Regions from separate parts of the Mus musculus genome. Here region 2 is linked to region 1. A link is a contact called in public HiChIP or PLAC-seq data. All regions are on one chromosome and are shown on one strand. The core of a region is the stretch at or near the end of the contact, and the rest is flanking DNA. Distances in the headings are between cores, read along the strand shown.

Region 1 (4,703 bases), core at 1,348-3,847:
TGCCTGGTTCTCCCAAATCAGTTCCTCCCCAGTCTCCTCTGTGCCTTGGCTCAGGTTGTAGCAAACAATGGCTTCCCACTCTCCCTGTCTCTCTGTTTGTCTCTGTCTATGTCTCTCTCTCTCTCTGTGTCTCTGTCTCTCTCTGTGTCTCTCTGTCTCTGTCTCTCTGATCATTTTCAATTTTATTTTTCCATGTTTGATGGGGACTATTCGATAGAGAAGAATGATCTATGTCTGTACTGCACAGTTTCATGTTCCTTATGAATGTCCACTGTAAACCGACTACCACAATCAAGCTACCTGATATCCATCACCTCTCATACCTTACAAAGTGTATTTTCTCGGTTGAACACTTAAGATCCAGATTTCAAACACAGAGCAAAACTTTGTCCATGATAGTCACATTACTATACCTTAGTTCACAAGCCTTTATCCATCCTACACAGGACACTTGGTGCCCTTGACAATTATGTGCCTGTTCTCCTTTGTAGCCCCAGGCAACAATCATTCTACTGTTTCTACAAGGTCACTTATTTCCCCCTCCAATCCATGTATAAATGAGATCATGCACTATTTATCTTTCTGTGGCTGGCTTATTTTGCTTAATGTAATGTTATGCAATATCATACACATTGTCACAAATTTTCATTTTTAAGGCTGAATATGAATACTATGTGAGAGACAGGTTCACAGGTTTTTTTGTTGTTGATGGTGGTGGTGGTTTTTTGGGTTTTTTTTTTTTTTTGCCATTGATAGAAAAAAAATGACAGGCATTTAGTTTGAAACTTTATTTTGCCTGTTGTGAACAATGTTGCACTGAGGTGTGGAGTGGAAATAGTACTCTGAGATGACTATTTCGTGTGTGTGTGTGTGTGTGTGTGTGTGTGTGTGTGTGTGTGTGTGTATGCCTGTGCCTGTGGAGGTCAGAAAAGGACACTGGGTCCCCTATAGCTGGATTTTTTTTAATATAGATCATATGGAGTCTATAGGTTATTCTGTGAAACATGGGCGTTTTAACAGTAAGAATTCTTCCAACCCAGAAGCAAAATGTCTATTACCATTTGCTTGTATCTTATCCAACTTCTTTCATCAACATTTCAGAGTCTTCAATGTACAGCTCTTCATCCCCTTGATCAATTTTATTCCTAAGTGTTGTATGTTGTCACACATTGTGCCCTTCATTCCTCATTCACATAGTTCACTGTTCTGTTGGAATACATCTAATTTGTATATGAATATGTGTACTGTAACATTCATAATTTGTATATGAATATGTGTACTGTAACATTCATAATTTGTATATGAATATGTGTACTGTAGCATTCTCATTTTTTATTAATTCCAACAATTTCCTGCCAGATTTAGGGATTTACAGAGAGATTGTATATTCTTTCCTGTTTGCATATCTCTTATTTATTTTTCTTGCCCAGTGCTCTCCCTAGCACTTCAAATGCTTTGTTGAATAGATATGGCAAGAGTGGGCATCCTTGTTTTCTTCCTGATCTTAAAGAAAATTGTTTCAACTTTTTGCCCATTCAGTTTCAGTTTTGGGCTCAACACATGTGCCTGCACTTCACCACTCTTTCTCCACATAATTTGCTCATAGTTTTTGTCCCATAAGGTTGTTGAGTTTTGTCAAACACTTCTACGGTTACAGAAAAGGTCATGGTTTATCCTGTTGCTCTTTTACTGTTAATGATATGGTTGAGACTTCTTTCTCTTTCTTAATAAATCAGTCTGTCCGAGAGTTTATTATCTTCCAGGTTATACCCAATTCACAGACATATAATTATTTACAACCATTTATTATGATAGCTTGTGTGGTGGTCTGAATGAGAATGGTTCCTTCAGCTCTTAGGGATTGGCATTAGTGGAGGTATGGTCTGTTGGGGTGGTGGTGGGGTTGGAGGAAATGTGTCACTAGGGGTCAGGGGTAGCTTTTGAGGCTTCATAAGCTTAAACCAGCCTAGATGCTCATTGCCTCTTCCTGCTGCCTGCAGATGTAGATATAAAACTCTCAGCTCCTTCTCCAGCATTATGTTTGTCTATGGGCCACAGTTCTTCCTGGCATAATGATAATGAACTAAACCTCTGAACTCTAAGCCCAATTAAATGTTTTCCTTTGTAAGAGTTGCCTTGGTCTTGATGTCTCATCACGGCAATAAAACCATAACTAAGACAGAAGTTGGTACCAGGAGTGCTGTATTGCTGTGATAGGCCAGACCATGTTTTTGTTTAGAGGAATTTGGACTGTGGAATTTTGGATTAGAAAGGCAGTTGAACATTTTAAGTGGAGCTTAATGGGGCATAGTAGGATTATGGAAGACAGTGGTGCTGAAGGTGATTTGAACTGTGGTGCCTCAACTCAAGAGGTTTCAGAGGAGAATAATATTAATATGTGGCCTATATGTTCTTGCAATATTTTGGTGAAGAATGCAGTTTCTTCTGCCCTTGACCAAACCATCTGGCTGAGACTAAACTTTGACAGACAAAATTTCCAAAGAACCTAGTGTGTAGCTATTGGTAGCCAGTCTTATGCAGATCTGCAATGAAAAGGAGCAAGCTGGTCAAGGAAAAATGCAAAATCTATTGTTGCAGGAGAAAAGGAGCTTTAGGAAGTGAAAACAGGTCAAAGAAAAGCCTGATGCTAAGTGGAATAAAGGGAGTGGTGCCCTCAGAGCGAGACCCCCACCCAGCTAAGCTTCCAACTTGTGAAAATGAGTTAAAGAAAAGTGAAAAGGAATTAAAGAAAAGCTTAGGGCCAGGTATAGTGGTGCATATCTTTAATTCCACTGCTCAGAAGGCAGAGACTTCTGGATCTCAGAGTTCAAGGCCAGCTTGGTCTACAGACCAAGTTCTAGGACAACGAAGCTTAGGCAGTGAAGGAAACCAACCAAAGCATAAAGCTGGTAAAAATGTATTTGAACAAGGGCACCCTGTTCCAGCCCCAGCAAGCAGCAGAATTTGGCAGCTTCATCCTCATGGTTCTGGTTCTGGCTTTATAGTCAAAGACATAAGAAAGGGGCTATGAAATCTCCCTCCATGTCTCTTCCTTAGGAAAACTACTGAGACCTGGTGTGTGTCAGGGATGCCCCTGCATGGAGACCTAGAAAGGCCACTGGGTGAAGCTTTGAAGATAAAGCCTGGATAGCCTTGGAGATGCCAGAGCCGTGGGATACCTGCTGAGGAAAGCTTCTAAGGGGGAGTGGAACTAGCCCAAGAGAAAGAGTTGTGTTGCAGTCGACAAAGCTGGAAGATCTGAACACTTTGATATCAGACATGGAGATGCAGAGGTTTAGAGTTTGCCCAGCTGGTTTTTTTGGTCTTGTTTTGGTCCCATATTTCATCATTGTGCTCCCATTCCTCCCTTTTGGAATGGTAATGCATATTCTGTGTCATTGTATGTTAGAAGTATGTCATCTGCTTTTGTCATTTTCACTTTACAGGGTGTTATAGTTAAGAGATTGTTTTGAGGATCAGAAACTTAGAACTTGGGAGTTTTAAATACTGTCGAGACCATGACAGTCTATGGGAACTTCTGAAGTTGAACTAAATGCATTTTGCATTTTGATACAGCTGCAGGCCTTTAAGGACCAGGGAGTAGAATGAGGTGATATGAATGAAAATGGTCCCCATAGACTTATAAGGAGTAGCATTACTGAGGATGTGACCTTGTTGGAGGAACAGTGTCACTGGTGGAGTAGACTTTAAAGTTTTAGAAGCTCAAGCCAGGCCTAGTGACTCACTGCCTCTTCCCGTTGCCTGTGGATCCAGATGTAAAACTCGCAGCTACCTCTCAAGCACCATGAGTTCTCTGCATGGCACCGTGCTTCCCACCATGCTGATGATGGATTAAGCCTCTGAAACTGTAAGCCAGCCCCAATTAAATGGTTTCCTTTATAAGAGTTCCCATGGTCATGCTGTCTCTTCACAGCAATAAAACCCTAACTAAGACAGCTTGCTTTTCAGGAGCATCAGTTAAAGGACTTAGCCCTCATTTCTAATCTTATTCACTTGAGTTTCTCTTTGTTTCTTAGTCTAACTAAGAGTTTGTCAGTTCTCTCTTTCAGAATCCAAACTTGGACTGAGGAGATGGCTTGGTTAGGAAGGAGCCACAGTGGATCCGAGAACCATGCATGCATGAGTGAAACAAATCTTTCATGAGCAGATGAGTTCTGTCCCTAGAATGCACATGTGAAAAGCAGGGAGTGATGATGTGTGCTTGTAATCCCAGCTTCCCCCCCGCCCTCACCAGGAAGATAAAGATAGAATCATCTGAGGATTCCTGGCCAGCAACTCTAGCCTATTCATTGAGTCCAGGCTCCCAGTGAGGGACTCTGAAATCATCAGTATAGACATCTCCCGAAGAACAACACCAGAGGTTGTCCTTAGGCTTCCATAGCATGTGCAGACATGTCTCCTGCACACTCAGGCACATGCACTTGCACACACTACGCACAAAGGGCATATTTGGTTGTGTTAGCTGGTCTCTTTCTGTCTTGCTAGTTTATTTCATTTATGTTCACTCTGATCTTTATCATTTTCTTTTTCTTTGGATTTTGTCTCTTTCTTGAATTTCTTGCAGTTAAAGTCTGGCTGCCTGCGACAACTCTTTATCCTTCCTGTAGACACTACTGCAGGCTTCCCTTGTGGGGACACATTATCATCTCTGCCTCTCACAAGTGTTGCCATGCCAGGCTTTC
Region 2 (4,703 bases), core at 1,243-3,742, 1.1 Mb after region 1:
ACCTAGAACTTCTGAGAAATGTACTCAGGCCCTGCCCTAGATCTGCTGAAACAAAAGCTCTGGGGAGTCTAGGGTGTGGGGAGTGGTTAGGGACCACTTGATTTCAACAAGCTCTCCAGGATTCCGGATGTCTGGGAACCTTTGTGGCAGAGGCTTTTTTGAGACAGGGTTTCTCTGTGTAGCTCTGGCTGTCCTGGAACTCACTTTGTAGACCAGGCTGACCTTGAACTCAGAAATCCGCCAGCCTCTGCCTTCCAAGTGTTAGGATTAAAGGCGTGCGCCACCACCACCCAGCTGGCAGAGCCTTTTCAAGCTGTCCCTACAACCAGTAGTTTAGCTCCTCCCTATACCCCACACTCAGTCCAGTATCTGCTTCGTTCTAAGTGGCTGACTGGCCTCAAGGAGCAGGCAGCTGTGAACAGGGTGCTAATGGGTTGGAGTCTTCTGAGGCCCTACCAGGAGCTACTGAGCTAACCACTTGGCACGCACTAAGCCCCCGTAAGTGGTTAAAGGCACACCGACCTTTGCATGTGAAGTGCGGTGTCTCAGTGCTGAGATCCCAGAAGCGCACAGTGGTGTCTCCGGAACCACTGGCCAGGTACCTGGGGAAGAGAGGCCGCTTGACTGCTGCAGTGGTGGGGCCCACCCTGAGACACTGCGCATGGGTATTCCTGCTGCCTAGCCAACCATCTTCTGGGAACAGACTCTCCATTCCCTGAGGAGAAATAGGACACTAATGCCATCTAGGAAAAGACCCTAGGAGGCCACTTCTCTCTTCTTCCTTCCCAACAGGAACAGCTCACTCACTCCATTCATCCATCCACTTTGTATGTGTTTTTAATGCTTTTAAATCTTTATTCTACATGAACAGGCATCCTGCCTACACATGTATCTGTACACAATGTGCACATTGGATCCCCTGAGATTTGAGTTACAGACAGTTGTGAGCTCTTACGGGGTGCTGGGAATTGAACTCAGGCCCTCTAGGAGAGCAACCAGTGCTCTTAACCCCTGAGCCATCTCTCCAGCCCACCCCGCACCTTTCTTTTTTTTTTTTTTTTAAAAGACAGGGTTTCTCTGGTTAGCCCTGGCTGACCTAGAACTTGTTCTGTAGAAAAGGCTGGCTTAGAATTCACAAAGACCTGCCCGCCTAGTCTCTACCTCCTTGGAAATTTCTAGAAAAAGCTTTTGAAGCTTTTCATATTCTTCTGTTGTTGGAGGTAGAGTCTCTCTATGTAGCCCTTGCTGTTCTGGAACTATTTAGATCAGTCTGGCCTTGAACTCACAGAGATCCGCCTGCCTCTGCTTCCTGAGTGCTGAGATTAAAGGTGTGGACTACCACCACCTGGCTCAACTGTTCTTATTCTTAGAGTCCTACAAGAAAGGATTCATAGGGAAGTAACAGATGCAGAAACCTGACTTCGGAAAGGAGTAGTTCAAACCAAGATAGGCTCTTCTGAGCCAGGTACTATTCTTAGCCTTTGGGGACCAAACCCCAATAAGAAAGTCTGTTACTTGCAACGTGAGTCCAGACCCCAAGTCTATGACAGGCAGGCAGCCTAAGACCCTGTGAATAATAACTCAGGATGGTCCTCTCCACCTGTCAGAGGACACACCTCCACATCCCAAAGATTCTGCCCATGTCCTTACTTTCCTGTGGGGCTGAAGGCCACAGAAATGACAGCTTCGCTGTGACCCTCCAATGAGCTGGTGCACCGCGTCACAGCCCGGACCCTGAAGACAGCTTGGGGCTGGTAGATGATATCGACGATTTTCTCTGTCTCCACAGACTGGGACTCCAGCGTCTTCCCCAGGGAGGACACAATCTCAGCATCGTGGACGTAGAACGCCAGGGGCAGGGGCTCCTCCTGAAGGCAAGAACAGAGTAAAGAGGAACTCTGCTCGGAGGGATGAATGCCTGCCCTCAGCGGGAGTCGGCTCAATCCCAACTACTGCATACCACCATGCGACAAATTTAATCCCGCTGGGCATCTCTGTAAAATGGGGATGCTTATGTTGGGCTGTGACAAGAAGTCACGGAAACACTGCATCCGACGCGTTCAAAACACAGCCTGTCTGTAGGTGAGTCGGCGCGGAGAACATTTTTCCTGGGGCCGATCCACGCCACCGACACTGTCGGTGAGCAGCTGGGTCCCCGGAACACCGTGGCTTCGTTTTGGGGTGCTCACCTGGGCCAGCAGCGCGTTGCACACCAGCTGCAGCTTGTCCGGCGTGATGTCCACTGGCACGTCGAACGGGGAGCCCAGCAGCTGACCGCCCTCATCCTGGAACTGTACGAGCAGCCGCTGCACGTCGCCTGCCGCCGCCTCTTCCTGCAGAATCAAGCCGCGAGACTGTCAGTCCCCCTCCCCTCCCCTCGGGCCTCGGTACCCCACGCGGAGACCCGGCATCCCCGCCCCGTGCGCGTACACCTACCACCACCGCCGCCGCCATCCTGCGTCCCCACGTGGAGGAGAACCGAGGCGGAAAGACGGAGCGTTAAATCCATGTCGCGCCGGGCAACCTCCGGCTACAGCGCCCTCTCGTGTTCGGAGGAGTCAAGCCGCTCTCGGAGGCCGGGATTGCCAATGGTGGCCTCCCTTCGCGCCTTCTTTTCACAGTAGCGATTCTGGCCAATTTTAGTCTCCAAAACTCAGAGAAATTAATTGATTTGCCCGCCTAGCTCACAGAGGCAGGAGATGGTGGAGGATGACACTTCCAGGGTCCAGGCAGCAGGGGTGAAAATACAAACCAGAAAACTATTGGGTTGAGGCAGAAACTTTTATAGGTGGGCTTGTGGGATTTAGTTTGTGTATGTGTGTGTGTGTGTGTGTGTGTGTGTGTGTGTGTGTGTGTGTGTGTGTGTGCGCGCGCGCGCGCGCATGTATGCATGTATGTATTGAGATAGGCTGAGGGTGTGTAGCCTAAGTAGACCTTGAACTCCATGATCCTCTTGTCTGTGCCTCCCAGGATGGGATGCTGGGAATATCGGATGGGCCGCGGTGCCCAGCTGTTTTGGGATTTTTTTTTTCTGAGCTCTTTCAAGGTGTGGCCCTCTCCTGTATCTGCTTTTGCATAGGCAATTTATTCTGTCTGGAACTTTTGTGGACAGATTTGAGTCTCTGCTCTCCTCTTGTACAAGTTCAAAGAATATAGAGCCTATAAGGAACTATTAAATAGGTTGTGGTAGAACATGCCTTTAATCCAGGCTCTTGCGAGACAAAGACAGGCAGATAGATCTCTGAACTTAAAGCCAGCCTGGTCTACAGAGTAAGTTCCAGGACATTGAAGGTCTCCAAAAGAACTCCCTGTCTCAGACAAACAAACAAACAAACAAACAAACGAGACTAATAAAAGTTGAAGAAGGCCAGAGGGACCCGTGTGCTCTTTGGAGGCTTTTCCTCATCTGAGAACAACGACTCCATTTGCTAGGGACGCTGCCTTCTGGCCTTCTTCACATTGTTTATCTCTCGGCTTAAATATACTCATTCCTACATGCATACATTCATTCATCCGACAAAGCGAATTGAGCCTCTATTCTTTGCCAGATAGTGTTCTCAGAACTTTGCATAGATTAGTTCAATTACTTAGGGAAGCCTTTCCCAGGACCCTGTCTTTCTTTTTTTTCTCTTCTTTTTTTTCTTTTTTCCTTTTGGTTTTTCGGGGACCCTGTCTGTCTTGTCCTGTGTTTTCCAAGTTTTCCGGCATTTTCAGTCATTTCCTCATTATCAGTCATGTCCCCCGGTATATAGGGGACACAGAAGAAACGCTTGTGGACTGAATTATGAAATCAGGAATTGAATGTAGGATCCCTTGATCCAAACGCCACAGAACCAAAGCTTCTTTGCTTGCAGTGGGATCCTTTGTCAATACCTCATTGCTTGGACCACAAATGAGGTTCCAGGCTTGGGATCCATCCCATGAAAGCAGAGCATCTGTCTATCCACCCACCCACTTACCCATCACTATCCAGAAGCTGTGTGTTAGGATGGACGTGGCGCACAGCTCTGGTTCCAGCTATAGAGGTGGCCAAGGCAGGAGAATTGCTTAAGTCTAGGAGTTTGAAGCCAGTCTGAAGGCAGCTTCGAAAACAAAGGCGAGAGAATCAAGAAACAAACAAGCTCACGTGTTAGGACTAGGCCTTTCATTGAACAGGGCAGTGGGACCTGTCCAAGGTCACATAGCTGTGAATCCATATTCTAAACTCACAGTCATACTTGCAGAGGCTATTGTGGGTGTCCCTGTGTGTGGCTTTTCTTCAGTATCTTTCAGGTGTGTTTTGAAATATACTGGAAGTATGGGGAGAATAAAAGGGAGGGGAGCAGAGCATAAGAATGAAGATCCATCTATCTATCCCCCCACTCATTCATTCATTCATTCACTCATTCATTCATTCAAAACACCAGGGCACTGTCTGCCAGGCTTTGTACCTGGGATGGTGATAGAAGCTCCCCAAGAGCAATCTTGACCTCCTGGAGCAGACACCGAAGGACAGGAGAGTTCTGACTCTCCATGAGGAAGGCCTTTTAAAGTTGACTGAGGAGAAATAAGCAATGCCAGCTCCCAGAGACACCCATCCACCACGGTGATGGCCACTTCTGTAGAGGGAGCCTCTTCTTGTCTTGGGAGAGATCTGGATCCAAGGAAGGTGGGCTACGGTCCTTGAGCTCAGGGGATTCCAGGTATGACTTAGTCCTTACCCT

What was found. HiChIP or PLAC-seq counts read pairs in DNA pulled down with a chosen protein or histone mark.
Region 2: a contact with region 1 is called in an H3K27ac HiChIP or PLAC-seq map of embryonic stem cells, with 2.8 times the contacts expected there. The contact joins the promoter of Nle1 here to the enhancer-like site in region 1. A contact is called at or near these places in 5 of 39 promoter capture datasets (the 3T3-L1 cell line, hippocampal neurons, maxillary cranial neural crest and 1 more) and 1 of 115 datasets of contacts at active chromatin or transcription factors (embryonic stem cells).

Annotation. Positions count from the first base shown.
Region 1 is chr11:81,829,979-81,834,681 of GRCm38.p6, forward strand. It overlaps a transcript of Asic2 not described here. Among named protein-coding and RNA genes, the nearest start is that of 5530401A14Rik, 28 kb to the right of the region's middle. Within about 2 kb of position 2,598, at least 3 of the 459 cell types and tissues checked have an H3K27ac peak or open chromatin away from gene starts, as enhancers often do. A contact at or near this core is called in embryonic stem cells, where this site is marked.
Region 2 is chr11:82,905,903-82,910,605 of GRCm38.p6, forward strand. It overlaps Nle1 (notchless homolog 1), which reads right to left and starts at 2,493. Exons shown (of 13, transcript NM_145431.2): 1 at 2,437-2,493; 2 at 2,190-2,333; 3 at 1,651-1,868; 4 at 523-602. The coding sequence starts at 2,454.